2 separate regions of the Columba livia genome follow, and region 1 is linked to region 2. The links are chromatin contacts, called in public Hi-C maps. All regions are on one chromosome and are shown on one strand. Each heading gives the region's core, a stretch centred on a gene start, on an enhancer-like site or on the middle of the called end of the contact. The rest is flanking DNA. Distances are from core to core; before and after follow the strand shown.

Region 1 (7,517 bases), core at 1,546-4,045, 150 kb after region 2:
GTATATAGGTTATCAGAGCTTTTGTATTAAAAGTTAATAGTGACACCTACTTGAATTTTATTCTTAGTAATGCAATCCTGTATAGATCAAAGGTTTTCCATTAAACTCAAATCAGCTCCAAACAGTTACAAGAAGCAGGATTTAACTTAAATTGATGCTTCCTCCTTACTTTCTTTGTTTTATTCCCTTAGCTAAGTGAAATGTTGTCCTAATTCTAAAATCAGTAGCTCATTTTATCTTATTTGCAAATCAACCAAATAGACTAGGAAACACACTGTTTACAGATGCACAAATAAATGAAGTTATATAGGTTTTTTTCCCCAAGATAATTCAGCTACACTCTTTTCTTCTGCAGAGAGCAATGACTGGCTATTTATAGCAGGGTTCAAATATCACTCAAACATACACGGCTACATACAATGAATATGGGCTTCCGAATCTGTAAGTCCTGCTCATTTGCGTCATCTTTAGCAACACCAAAAGGCCAGCTTGCTTTTTTTGTTGTTTTTTCCATTAAAAAAAACTACTGTTCTGGACACAACAAGCAGCACTTTAGTCTCAGCGCTAAACCTGGAACTAGACACAAGGTGTTTGTTCCTCTGCCTCCCCGGCCCTTCATGCCAACCTAACAAGGTTCCAACCTAACGAGGTTCTCCGGAGAGCGCCAAGGAGATGGAGCTTCACGCAGAACAGGACAGAAGACAAGACGCTGTCATCCTCGCATCCACAACACAAAGGGGAGAACTTTCACACCCGGACCCAATTCCCTCCCCTTCAGGCAGGGAGGGACTTGAAGGTTTCTCTCCTCCCACCAAATATACATGGAGCATCATCTCTTTCAGAAAAAAAAAAAACAGTAATAATCAGGTGGAAAATAGTGGGAATTAAGATCAAGTATGTCATCTTAATTGAGACAAAGAATACAGGAAGCCTCTTCCTCCTCATTTACTCACTCCCTCTGAATAACTGGTACAAACATAGAGTAACCCCAGCTCCTGGTCCTTGACGGGGATGACACAGGACAGCACCCACCAATAGGGCACAAAAACACTTCCCACAAAAGAGAACAAAGCCAGGATCCACCAGAACTTCCAAAATTCCCACACCTTTACTCCTATATTCCCGCTCCAAACAGCTTTAATGAAGGTTTTATTTTGCATGTTTCAGCACATCACTCCCCCTTTGCTAACTGAGCTCACATATTTGCCTTCTAACTGATAAAACTTCACCTATGAATCTGATTTCCTCAAACCACAAAGGATTTTTTTAACACAGCAAAGAGCGACCAACACAACAGTAACTACATTGAGCTGTCAGTAGAGCAGTAAATACTGGAAAAGAATCATCACGTGGCAAGGCTTTACACATCAAAAAAGTAACTTATCTATGACACATACTCTGAAGATTTTTGACTCCATGAATGATATTTATCAAACAGAAAAAAAAAAATCTGCTTCAGACCCGGAATCTGCAAAGCTTGTAGTGTGTAAGAGAATAAATATATCCCCTGTCAACAGGAGTCAGCACACACGGTTACATCAGTAGGATGTGAGATGAGAGCTACCACGGACATTGCTGCCTAATGGCATTTGCAATAGGATAATTACACCATTTAATACCAGCCTAACCATTCTTACTTTTACAAGTTGCTAAAAACAATTCATTTAACCAGCAGATTTTTGCCAAATTCCACTTGCAGAGCTTTCTTTTAAAATGTCAGGATTTGATCTACATGGGAATACTTAAAAAAAATCCCAGCATCCAACGTTCAAAACCAGATTTTTCTTCAAGGTTTCTAGTAGCTTGTTGCTGACGAGGAGGGGAAGGGAAAAAATAAAGTTCTTTAAAATTTTGCAAAATAAGCATTACTGCAAAACTAGAGAGCCTTCTACAGTATCGTCTTCTACAAGGGCATTTTTTTAGACAGGCTTCTCATACGCACACCGCACTTCATCTGGATGAGATTACGCTTTTCGTGGGCTATAAAAAAAAGCAGGATTCAATAATGGATCATTAAAGGCAACAATGGCAAGAGGTGTGAGAACTACAGCGGCTGAACCGCCGCCAGCTCGTTCGTTTCTGAGCTACTGCGGCAGTTTCCAGGCAAGTTCCCTGTCTCCACAGGTTGCCCGCTCGCCTCCTCTCCGGTAACGAGCCTTCCCCGGTCCCGGCGAGCCCAGACCGGGCCGGTTTGTGTCCCGACTCATCTCAGGTGCGCGGGGGACCCCGCGCAGGTGACTCGCTGTGGCGTTCACGGGGGACCCAGGTGTTTCTGGTTCTCGTCCGCAGGTGCGCAGTGGCCTCTGCTGGTGCCCGCACGGTCCGAGCGGAGCGGACCCGCCGCTCCCCGCCCGCAGCGCCCCCGCGCAGCCCCCGCCGCTCCCGCACACCCACCCCGCGCCCCCCGGCTCTTGCCCGGCTCCTTACCTGCGAGGAGGCTCTGGGAGCCGCTCCGAGCGGCGGCCCCGGCCGGGTCCGGCTGCCCGAGGAGAAGGGCGATCCAGAGGGAGCCGAGGAGCCGCCGGGCTCTCCCCGCCGCCATCTCTCCGCTCCCCGCGCCCGGCAGCCGGGCACCCAGCGCCAGCCCCTCCCCCGAGGGGGGCTCCTCCTGCCTCCCCCGCTCCTCCGCACCCCGAGGAGGCGGCCCACAGAGCGGCCGGCGAGGCGGGAGCGCGGGCGGGAGCAGCCGGTCACTCCATGGCGGGCCGGTCCCGGCTCCCGCACACGGAGCCTGAGGGGCGCCCGCCGCGCGCTCCTCCTCCCGCCGCCCCCGCCCCGCGCGCACACATACACACACACACGCACCCGCCCCCCCCTCTCCCGTGCGCATGCGCCCGCGCGCTCCGCCCCTCCCGCCGCTCCCGGGGAGACGGCGGCGCACGCGCTCCCTCCCGCCGCCGACCCCCGTGCCAGGTGTGCGCGCGCCCGGGCAGCCGCCCGCCACTGCGCCTGCGCGAGCGCGGGACGGGACGGGACCGCACGGGACGGGACGGGCGGCCGCTCAGTCAGTGCTGCTGTCCCCTCAGCCGGCACCGCTGTCCCCTCAGACAGTGCCACTGTCCCCTCAGCCGGCACCACTGTCCCCTCAGACAGTGCCACTGTCCCCTCAGCCGGCACTGCTGGCACTCGCTGTCCCCTCAGTCAGCACCACTGTCCCCTCAGACAGTGCCACTGTCCCCTCAGCCGGCACTGCTGGCACTCGCTGTCCCCTCAGTCAGCACCACTGTCCCCTCAGCCGGTACCACTGTCCCCTCAGCCAGTACCGCTGTCCCCTCAGTCAGTGCCAGTGTCCCCTCAGGCGGCACTGCTGGCACTCGCTGTCCCCTCAGTCGGCATCACTGTCCACCCAGCCGGTACCGCCGTCCCTCAGTCGGTGTCACTGTTCCCTCAGTCGGTACCACTGTCCCCTCAATCGGTATCACCGTCCCCTCGGTCGGCATCACTGTCCACCCAGACGGTACCGCCGTCCCTCAGTCGGTACCGCTGTCCCTCAGTCGGTACCGCTGTCCCCTCGGTCGGTACCACTGTCAGTCGGCACTGCTGTCCCCTCAGCCGGTACTGCCGCCCCTCAGCCCACACGGCGCCCCCGGCCCCGAGGAGGCGGCCAGGGGTGCGGGCCGAGCCCGCGCTTCAGCTCGTCGCTCCTGCCAAGAGACGCAGCAACGAAGCTCCCGCCTTTCAGCCAAACCAACTCTTCTCTCCCCCTCTCTCAGCCCAAACAGCGCGGCTGCAAAACCCGCCAGTGTCACCGTGCGCGGAGACGTGCAAAAAACCCTCAATTATAAAGCGCAAATCTGGTTTATCCTCGCAAACTCAGCGAGCCAAGCAAAGAGGCGTCGGGTGCGCGTTGCTGGGAACCGGCGAGAGGAAAAAAATACATCTCACACTAATCTTGTAAAAATAACTTGCAGAAACTTGTTTTCTTGTGCGGGGAGGATCTCTGCTGCTCAGTTTGGGATGCTGGCTTTCGTAAACAAGCATGTTTCTCAACAAACCAAAGGATAAATAAATGGGAAGAAAAGACCAAACGTACTTTGAAAAGGCAAATGAAATGTGTTTTCATCCTCCTGGGGGTAATTAATTTTATGCAGCATTTGCCATTCAAATCCAAATCATTTGAATGCTGCATCGTTACCAGCCGGTTTTAGTCTATCTCATATCCCTCCAAAGGACACAATAACAGCAATAAATATACATTCCTCCTCCACTCATCACATGGAGTGTACCCTTATATTTTTTTCCATCTCAGCTTGTTGCCCACTAAATTGTGTTTTTACAATGTGCATGCTATCCTTGCTCATTTTATTATTGACTAATTGAATCCTCTCTTTCAGCACATGAATTATGTAGTATCGGGGCTCAAGAAGTGGTAACCGTGAGATAACCGTACCCCTGGGGCACTGCAAGACGTGGAACACGGGTACATCCCCCCAGAATGTGCGTTTGTATCGCAAAACGATTTAAAATCTGTTTAAAATCCAGAAAGAAACACGTTTTTGCACCGGTAGCCACACTCCTGCTGAGGTAGCAAGGACTAATTCCAGGCAAGTTTACCTGATAACCTCCCCGCATGTGGCCGGGGTGTCCCTCTCAAAGCAGGCGCCTCAGTATTCTCCTGGAATTATCCCTGATCCAGCAGGATTTGCAGATTTAGAGGCTTTTCAACGACACATTTTGCTGAGCACCCAAACGCGGGTGTGAATTTTGCTGTACATAGAGATGCAGAGATGTGCACAATTAATTAATCGTTGCTGTGACTACAAAGCATCGGCTAATACTGGTGTCTGAAGTGCTTTTCATTGTGAAACTTGCTTCATTATTTTATAATTTTGTGACTGTCAGGAAACAGGGGTTTTGTCCTCCACTCAAAATATCCGGGAGCACTTTCACAACGAGGAATAATTACCTCCTCAGAAGGATGTTTGGGTTTCTCTCCGTTACGCTTGCCGAGTTACGCGGATATCTGATATGCCAGGAGGATTACCAGCAAGGAACTGTAATTTATACTGAAAATGGAAGCACTGATTAAAAGGCAGGACTGGTAGTAGAACCCCTATTAAAGCTGGTTAGCAATTCCCATCCTAAAATCCTACCTTCAGCCACTTTTAATAGTCCCAGATGAACTGCTGTGCTGAAATTTAAGCATCTTAAGTTCATACCTCAGGTTAAATTATAAACATTTCTTCTTTCCTTCCTTCTGTCAGGGATCTCTGAGCCTGCAAACGACAACAGGCGCTTTCTTGGACCATGCCAAGTGTGAAGATAGGAAGAGCAAGCGGAGAACCTGTCCTTCCAGTCCTCTCGGAGCAGGAAACTCCTGCAGTAACACTCATGGGGATGAGAACTGAACCAGGACAAGAACTGGACCAGGGACAAGAACTGGATAAAACAAAGCCCACAAAGAAGAGTCTGGAAGCCAGCATGTTGGGAGAAGGCTTGAAAACAGACTGGGAATGGGGAGAAAACTGCCAGGAGGACGTGCAACCCAGGAGGACCAGCACAAGACCAGCACAAGACAAGTACAAGACCAGTACATTACCTGGCTAAGGGCTGAAGGAAAATTTGGTGGGCAAAAGGGATCAGAGGCGAGAGGGGGAGCGGGCAAGGGAGGAGGACACACAACCCCAAGGGGAAGAGGGAATTCGCTAGAGACAGGGATGGAGATGTGGGAACGACAGAGGCTGAGGGAGGCAGAGCAGAAAGGTGAGGATATAGGAATGGGAATGAAAACCAACTGGAAAACTGTCACATCACGACTGGCAGCAAGTATCTGAAATACACTTGGAACGTACCTCGTCACCTTCGAGTGCTGGACGACATGCAAACTATTACGTTCCTCATTTTAGGGTAAGTTTCCACATTGCTGACAGCCTGCGTCAATGTCAACACAGAATTAAATTGCTGGCGTTTTTCTATGTTAGCTCTAAACGGAAGAGAAATAGCCTTGTATTAAAACAACAGTAGTTAGGCTGCAAAGTAAAACACTCCTGAGTTATGAAATACCAGAATAAAGGCTGCCAGGGCAAAAGGATAAGCCTGGCTCAGATGCTGAACCAAGGTCAAGGAACCAAGGTAAGTGCCAAAACAACTTCTACTTAATTTACTACAAAATGAAGATCTAGGGACTTCATGTACCTTGCAAGAAACAGTGGGGAAAGGCTGCCTGGCGCTGTGGCCGAGGGGGTGACGGCTGCTCCGGCGAGGGATGCAAAGCACAGCACTCAGAACAGAGACAGATATCCAAAATTAAAAGACAGGTTTTACTATTCTGTTTGTATGCCGAAGTTCCTCATCTGTAAAATACGGGTAATACCAGTTCTCGCAACCGTGTTGAGAAAATGAATTAGAGTTTGTGAAGCACTTGGATACCATAGTGATGAGTACTGTGGAAAAGCCCAGGAGGAAATGAATAAATCTGTCTTCAGAACAATATTTGAATAGTGTGCAGTAAATAAAGCATGGGCCACATACTGAACAGCAAGGAGAAAATAAAATTATTACTTAGTGAGCACAGTCTATTTTGTACAGTGAGTCAAGCCGGGAACCTGTCGAAAGAACAGCATGTCATCTAATTACAATTAAATAGTGTATCATAATGCAAATGCACAAAAGGGACAAATTACAGTTGCACAGGCCACCTTACTGTCGGCATTGCTGACCTTTTAAACTCTTGAATTAAAAACAAAACACCTTTAGGCTGCAAATGTGTCACGTACGTGTATAAATTCTTCCCTCACCCTTTAATATTTGGAGACAATATATTCACCTCAGCCACCCCTACACAGCTGAGTGCAAAAGGTGTTTTTCTCCTCCTGGAGATATCTCAGCATTACAGCCCAGATTTAATGCTGTCATTCAGCCATTGACACTGTACAGCTTAAAATTCAACATTTACCTTCTTTGGGAGTCTGTGCATGATCATCAGAGACAGACAATATTCTCCAGAGAGCGATCCACACGAGGACCTTCATTTCATCAGTGATTAAAATTTTGTCTTTTTGCTTGAGGTGCTTCAGATTTCAAACCAGCTTGCTGGATTTTTTGCTGCAGAAGCAAGGTTATGGCACAATGACAACTCCACTGATCCTTTGGGACTCCTCCGTCCCCGGGCTAGGACTGAGCCTTTCTGACTCCTGCTGAGATTTGGAGCTGCTTCAGAGCTGCTGCAAGTCACTCTGGGTTATCTGTGGCCCGCAAAAAGGGTGTTAAAATTAGGATTCGCCTGCTCAGCGGCACTCCGGTTGTGTCTATTTTTCTGATCGTGGTTTATCGCTTAGCAGGATGTGAGGTGACACTGAAGCGTTACACCAATTTATTGTTATCTAGAGAATTTCACGTCACTGGGCATCCTCTAACAGCTCAATAAGACAATCTGGGGCTAAGACGGGACAAATAAAGACCTGGATTATTAAGACACAGCCATGAGATACCTTCAGTTTAATCTGCTGTGCTGCCTCCCTTGTGTATGAGGCATCAGCTACGTCCCCAGACTTCTGGCAGCGACGACCTCCGTGATC
Region 2 (6,552 bases), core at 2,177-4,676:
TAAAAATCCTGTTAGCTGGTGATGTGTAAAGAAAAATACAAATAGCAGAAAAGATGAAATAAGAAAAATTAAATCATTATTAATTACTGAAATAAATCAAAATAATCTTATTAATGGAATAATTCAAAATAATCTATAATACATTTGCATAAATTAATAGGCATTAATAAATTATGATTATATACTCAAATTATCCAAATATAACTGTCATACATTGACATACATTAAGAAATTATGAATATTACGGGAATAAATGAAATATAGTATAATTGAAAGAGAGGTACTGCACTAAAGTGTAGTATTTTTTGCGTGTTGGGAAACACTTTTATGAAAGGGCATGAAAGGCTGTGAGGAATGAGTGTGTATTTATGGGGCTCCCTTTCCCTCCTCCTCCCTTCCTTGGCCAACTGTAATTTCATATCCTTAATAACACCATGACAGAAAATTAAAATAATTGCTACTGAAGTTAACAGATCACATAAAATACTGGAGTAGATAACAAGATATAAAAAGACGGGAGTACAGGACTGCAGGACGGTAACGATGGCTGACAATTTATAGTGCAACAGACAAGCCAGCAAGTTTAAATAAAGCAAGCACTTCAACCTTCCCCTGTTCCCTGCCAATTAAACATCTGCTTCCCCACAGCCATCCTGAATCTCACCCAGCGTCTCTGGATATTAATTTACTCCGTAACTGTTTACTGTCTGCTTTATTGGGTACACAACATGTAAAAGCATGTTTAATTAATTACTTCTAAGCAACAAGTTGAAAATCAAGTAAAATAAATTCATTCTCAACACTTTAGGATCTATTTAATTGTACATCTGCGCTGATTGCCAGTGTCCTTTGAAATTCATGCCTGTAGACTAATTCCTCCCCTTTTTATTGGCCTTGTAGGGTATTTGGAAGAAACCAAAAGTAGCCCTGAGACATTCACCTTCTAATCCAATGCGCTCAACTCAAAGCTGCCATTTTTCAAGCCAGCATTTTAAAACCTGAGGGCTTTTGAGAGTGTGGAGCCTCAATGAGCCGACCAGAAAAAGTTTCCAGAGCAGACAGAGTTTCCGTTCTTATGAAAATAATAATAGCTCTAGAGCCCTGGCACAGGTTGGCAGGAGCATCACTTAATCCAAACACATTCTGACAGAATGATTCAGCTCCAGCACAACCCTGGGCCATCTGACTGCAGAGATCCCTCCACGTTCCTAACACCCAACCAGCGCTGCCCGCTCTTCCGCCACTAAAAGCACCGCAGGGACTTGCTCATCTACACTTCGAGATGTTGGTTTCACTTCAAAAATGCAACAGCACATGGACAGGAAAACACGGTGTGAAGGATGGGATAAAAGAGAAAGCGTGGCTGTTTATTTACCTTGATCGTTTGGCATTTTATCTGAGGACTCAGCTAGTGGGGCAAGCACAGGGAAGGAAAAACAAGAGAAAGATCACAAGCCTTGAAGGAGCGAGAGACAGAATTTAAAGTTTGACATCACATAAGCGCCCTGGCCAGAGCTCTCATTTCCAAACACCAGCACTCATGTGGAAAAAGTAGTGATAGAAATTCTACTCCTCACTTTTTCACCTCTCCTTAGAGTCCATTTTTTCTCAAGATACCAGGCATTTGTCCTATGCCACCGGTTACCCAGCACCGAGCAGTTGTGTCACACTGATTCCCCTGACACCATCCAGCTACCAACTCCACACACCACCTAGAGCCTTAAAGCAACTCAAAACTGCTTTTCTAAAAAGCCCATTTAGGACACGGACCTTTGGCGTTAATAACGAGCTGACCTGTCCCACTGGTAATTTTGAAACAACACAACCAATCCAACAGCAGAGCAACATTTCCATGTGTATTAACTACATGCAGGAGCCACCCAACACAACATTTCAATCTAGTCCAACTCCACTGTCTTGCTGACTTTTCCGGTTTAAATATAAAATTCACGCTATTGCTATCTTATCCTTACAGAGGCTGATATTTATCCTACCCTTGGGTGTTCGGAACTGAACCGCCTCGGACATGGGGCCCATCCCCTTGGAGTTGCGGGCCTGGATTTTGAAGTAATACGGGGTATCGAGGGTCAGCTCCTGGATCTGGTGGGTCAGTCTGTTTCCCACCACAGGTTCAATAACCCAGTCGTGTATTTCGGCGTTCACATCCGTGCTGTAGTAAATGATGTATCCTGTCGGAGAGAAAAAGCAGAACAACTTTAGACCTGAAAGAACTGGACAGTGCTAAGATCTCAAAGAAAAAGTACTACTGGTATTTGCACAGCTAAAGGATTATTGGGTTTCTGAACGTCTATTCCTACTTTTACAAAGACTAAGAATACATTCAAATATGATACATCCTTCCATCTTCAATTTTAAACCTTTCAAGAATACATGTTAAGAGGAAAAAAGCAATTTCAACATCAACATTATTTTTGAATACGGAGGAATTATCTCTACCTGTTCATGGATCAAATAATGTCAAATAACATAAAGCTCTTATTATTAAAAAATCCTGAAACTATATCAAAAATAGTTAACATTAAACCAACATAACATTATCATGCACAGCTAAAGGACATGTTCAGCACTTCTTAAATTATTTTTTCAGTTTATTAACAAAGACAACAATACAAAGAGAACTGCAGTTCTCTTGCACACCAAGGACGAAAGCTATGGGAAGTGTTTATGATCTGTTATTAAATATGTTGTAGATACAAAGCAATATAAAGTCAAAGCTTTGTATCATTTGTTATATAAGAAGGAGAGCTACTTGTTGAGCTCGCACAGCAACATATCTGTAACTTGTCTAAGAAGCAGCAACATATACATCTATATATAGTGACAGTTAAAAGCTCTCTATATAGTATAGTGGCACGGGACTACTGAGTTAATTTATGACCATACTAATTAGTCAGCAGCTATACTGATGCACAAGCATCTGGACTCCAGACCAGCACAGTTCATATCTCACATCCATCCCACCCCCATGAGAAGGAGATTAGAGCTGGAAAGAAAGACGACTGTTCCACAGATGTGCTGCAGTTACATCATCACGTCGTTTTTACGGCATTACTTAATGAGTAATTACTGCAGCCCTAGGTGGCGTCGGTGGCCGTCCCCAGCAGAGGGCACTCAGCCCCCGCGTCCCTGCAACAACTAATACATACATTTTCATTCAATGCATGTAAATAAATGTGAGGTTCTCCTTCACAGACATTGCCAGGAGATTTTGTAGCTGGAAAATGGAATGCATATGATCATTTCGTGCCAGGCAAGGCTGATCTCTTTGTACATTGTCTTCCCTTGCTTGTGCATACACTTGATCTAAGATGAAAGGCTGATCTTTGCAAGAGCGTCTATAACCCGGGGATATTTGTGCTTTAAATTTCACCCGTCTGTACGACCCCCTGACCGCCTGCAACCGCGGCCTTTACCCTACAGTTACGGTAATGGCTCTTGTTTCTCCCGTCAAACCTTTCTTGTACAGAGCAAACATCTTGTTGATAACCAAATAACCCTGGACAGGCTTGATACAGAAGAGCAGCCCAAGAGACAAAGCATGTACCTGTTACAGCCTCTGTCCTACCTGCAGCCTTTCAGGGTCTTTCTTACACATTGCATAAAACTTTATTTCAATTACTCAAGGCTGAGAGTCTCCAGCATTCTGCCCTTTCAAGGGATCTAATTAGTTCTAGTCTCCTGTCTAGAAGCTGGGCTAGACTCCCGCCTAATCAGACGCCAGCTGGTTTCAAAGGTTTCATTCTGCACCGTGGTTAATTCTGAAAATAAAAGCAAACTAACTCATACACTGCAAACTATGTGTCAATACAACCTGGTTTAAAAGCTTAAAGCTTGGGGTAAAAAGGAAAATTGAAGCGAAAGCCTTGAGGAAGGAGAATCCAAACAGAAATCACTGAAACACTAATTATTGGTTTCTGTAAAATGATCTGTCTGCCATGAAAATGATGCAGTTTCACAGGCGAATAGCAGTTTACTCTTAGTACTTATGCCAGGGGACTAATAAACTGATTTTAAGTCTGTTCTGTGCCCACAAAATGACACAAAGATGACAAAGAGCTCTGGAATGGAGTCTTCCAAATGAAATACGGATGGGCCAGATGCATTACAGCTGTATTTCTGGAGGCATCTATTACAACAGCACAAGCTGATGAAGGCAAAGGTTATAGAGCTGTTTCAACTTTCAATTATATTTCTGGTTAGGCTCCAATTTCACACTGCAGTTAGTTTATATCTTAATATATTTTTACTAGGTACAAAAGTAAATAATTAATCTGAGCTACTAAAAAGATTGACAAAGAAGATCTAAACCTCTTGGCTAGCTCGGGGCTAAATTAAACCCGGAACACGTTCCCATAGTTATGCAGGTTAGATTCTGCCGTTAACCGCGTGTCTTGTATCTGCAATATCGCTCACGCAAACCGCACCTGTGATTTTGCCGTTGGCTTCGGACGGAGGCTGCCAGTTCACAATGATGGTGCGGGGCTTCCCCTCCTTGCTCACCACCGTCACGTCTTTGGGAGGAGAAGTCGGCACTGCAAACGGAAAACCAAAACAGGCTGTGAGAAGCGGGCTGCCCCCTTCACTGGATAAGCACCTTCCCTTCTGTTTCACCACTGAAAAAAATACAATAATAATATCGCTGAATGTTCAGTCTTTGAACACATCCACCATCCCAGCGCAGCGCTCCTACTGGTTTACTCCAGCTGGCAAATGCCATTGTGGTGTGCGGCATCTCTGTAAGGAGCTCCCTGCTTCTAACTTTGTCTGGTCATGGTAAAAATTACACGAGCTGATGAAATAAACACATTCCATATGTACAGATATACAGAATATCTCCATATCTGCAAGTTAATGGCGTGACCTAGAAATGCCAATGTGAGCGAGGTAAATCCACCAGAGGCGGCGAATCATAATCTGTAATTGCTGATTTAATTTAGTGAAGAATTATTTGTGATTGGTGTGGAAATCTGCACCACCACAGCACTGGAAATCCAGAAATCTTTGCTGAACACCATTCAACCTTTTTCCCCGGTTGGCAGAGCGAGAGTGAGAGAAGGAGAGGGGAGCGCTGCTTCCCCACCGGCCTCCTGCCCAAATTCAGGGAACTGCTCCAGAGAAAACCTGAAATCGGAGACTTTCTGGCTGGGAGCTCCGCTTCCAGCTGGGGCTCAGATTAATGGTTTCCAGCGTCTCCAAAGGTGCATTAACCAGGCACGGTTTGCAAGGCCCCACGATGAAAAACCCGAGACTTCTAATGAGGCACCTTTTAGCAAAGTAAATCCGCCTTGGATATTTAATACTATAATAGTAACATTTAGTGCTTACACGGTGCTTTCTGCATTTAAAGAGCTTTCTGTGCATTACCTATGAGGAATTAATCTGTCCGTCCGCTGAGATGGCTCCTCATTATCCCTGTGCAGAGTAACAGGAACAGAGGAAACCAGAGAGAGCAAAAGCTCAAGAGTTACTGTAACTATTATCCCAAATACTTAAAAACCCGCTCGACAGAAATGGACAGACGTGAAGCACCAATCAAGGCCCTGTAGGAAGCTTCCGAGAAAATAAATACATAGAAAATCTTGGGCATTAACCGAGGAGCAAGTCCTGTACAACGCTGCTGCTCACCGGTATTCAAAATAATGAGTCACACGCTCAGGAATTTGGCGAGTAATATAAATCACAAGATCTCTTAGGAGAAAATACACTTACCCTTTTTTTTTTAGTTCCCAAGATTTAAGCCATATTTGCAAATACTCTTTACAACCAGCCCAACTAGAAATGCAGCTTCTATTGAAATGAAATGAGACCTCCCGCATCTCGCCCTCGCTCCTGTGCTTTTTGAGCTTCAAATTCTCTTTTACGAACTCTATTTGTGCGACCTCTGCAATCTCTCATCTTAGTGTAGAGGTACGGACAAGAGTCGTATGTCTGTCAGCAAAATACCAAATACAGTGCTGTGCTGTGGGAAGGGCATTGTATAATAACTGGGATGGGAAAGCATCGGTCCAGACTTGTGGATTCCCAACGAAAACTAAAGCAACTGAAGCTCACAAAGGGTTTCCGAGATTCAGAACAAGTTACGAGCGTTCTGATTTTATCCTGGTTTTCCTTTTTATCATTTCTTGGTTTAGAATGTTTGGATGAACTCACCAACACTTGCTATTTTTGCTGTATTTTACCTGGGGCTGAGCGCCGCAGGTCACGTGGATGGGCTCTTTTTGTACTTACACTTCCAACACTCACAAACACGAGCATAAGCAGCAGTACATTTAACTGCACAAACATCATTTCCCACCGCAGGATCGGAGGCCCGAGTTCCTGCCAGTACCTACAACCCCTTTTCTTTTCTGCACCTGGATAGCGCGGCGCTTTGACAGCGCTGAAGAACAAGAACTCAGGTCTAACTGGGATGGCTTCATTTCTACTGGGATGTTTTAAAACTTCATTTGCCTCGTGCACTTCCCAAGTCTGTAGTAATTATCATCGTAACTACAGCAAATTGAAATTCTTCTTTGCTGAAGTATTTTCTTT

Evidence for each region. A called contact is a pair of places that touch in the nucleus more often than the background predicts.
Region 1: a contact with region 2 is called in a Hi-C map of crop, with 2.6 times the contacts expected there. The contact joins the promoter of NEO1 here to the enhancer-like site in region 2. A contact is called at or near these places in 2 of 2 Hi-C or Micro-C datasets (crop and liver).

The regions. Positions count from the first base shown.
Region 1 is chr11:20,184,434-20,191,950 of bColLiv1.pat.W.v2, forward strand. NEO1 (neogenin 1) reads right to left here and starts at 2,796. Exons shown (of 28, transcript XM_065077127.1): 1 at 2,428-2,796. The coding sequence starts at 2,542. It overlaps LOC110366033 (a long non-coding RNA gene), which reads right to left. Exons shown (of 23, transcript XR_010475485.1): 22 at 6,136-7,517; 23 at 5,240-5,923.
Region 2 is chr11:20,037,030-20,043,581 of bColLiv1.pat.W.v2, forward strand. NEO1 (neogenin 1) reads right to left here. Exons shown (of 28, transcript XM_065077127.1): 19 at 4,446-4,553; 20 at 1,995-2,189; 21 at 1,376-1,408. LOC135580588 (a long non-coding RNA gene) reads left to right here. Exons shown (of 2, transcript XR_010475486.1): 2 at 901-2,558. Among named protein-coding and RNA genes, the nearest start is that of NEO1, 150 kb to the right of the region's middle. Within about 2 kb of position 3,427, at least 2 of the 3 cell types and tissues checked have an H3K27ac peak away from gene starts, as active enhancers do.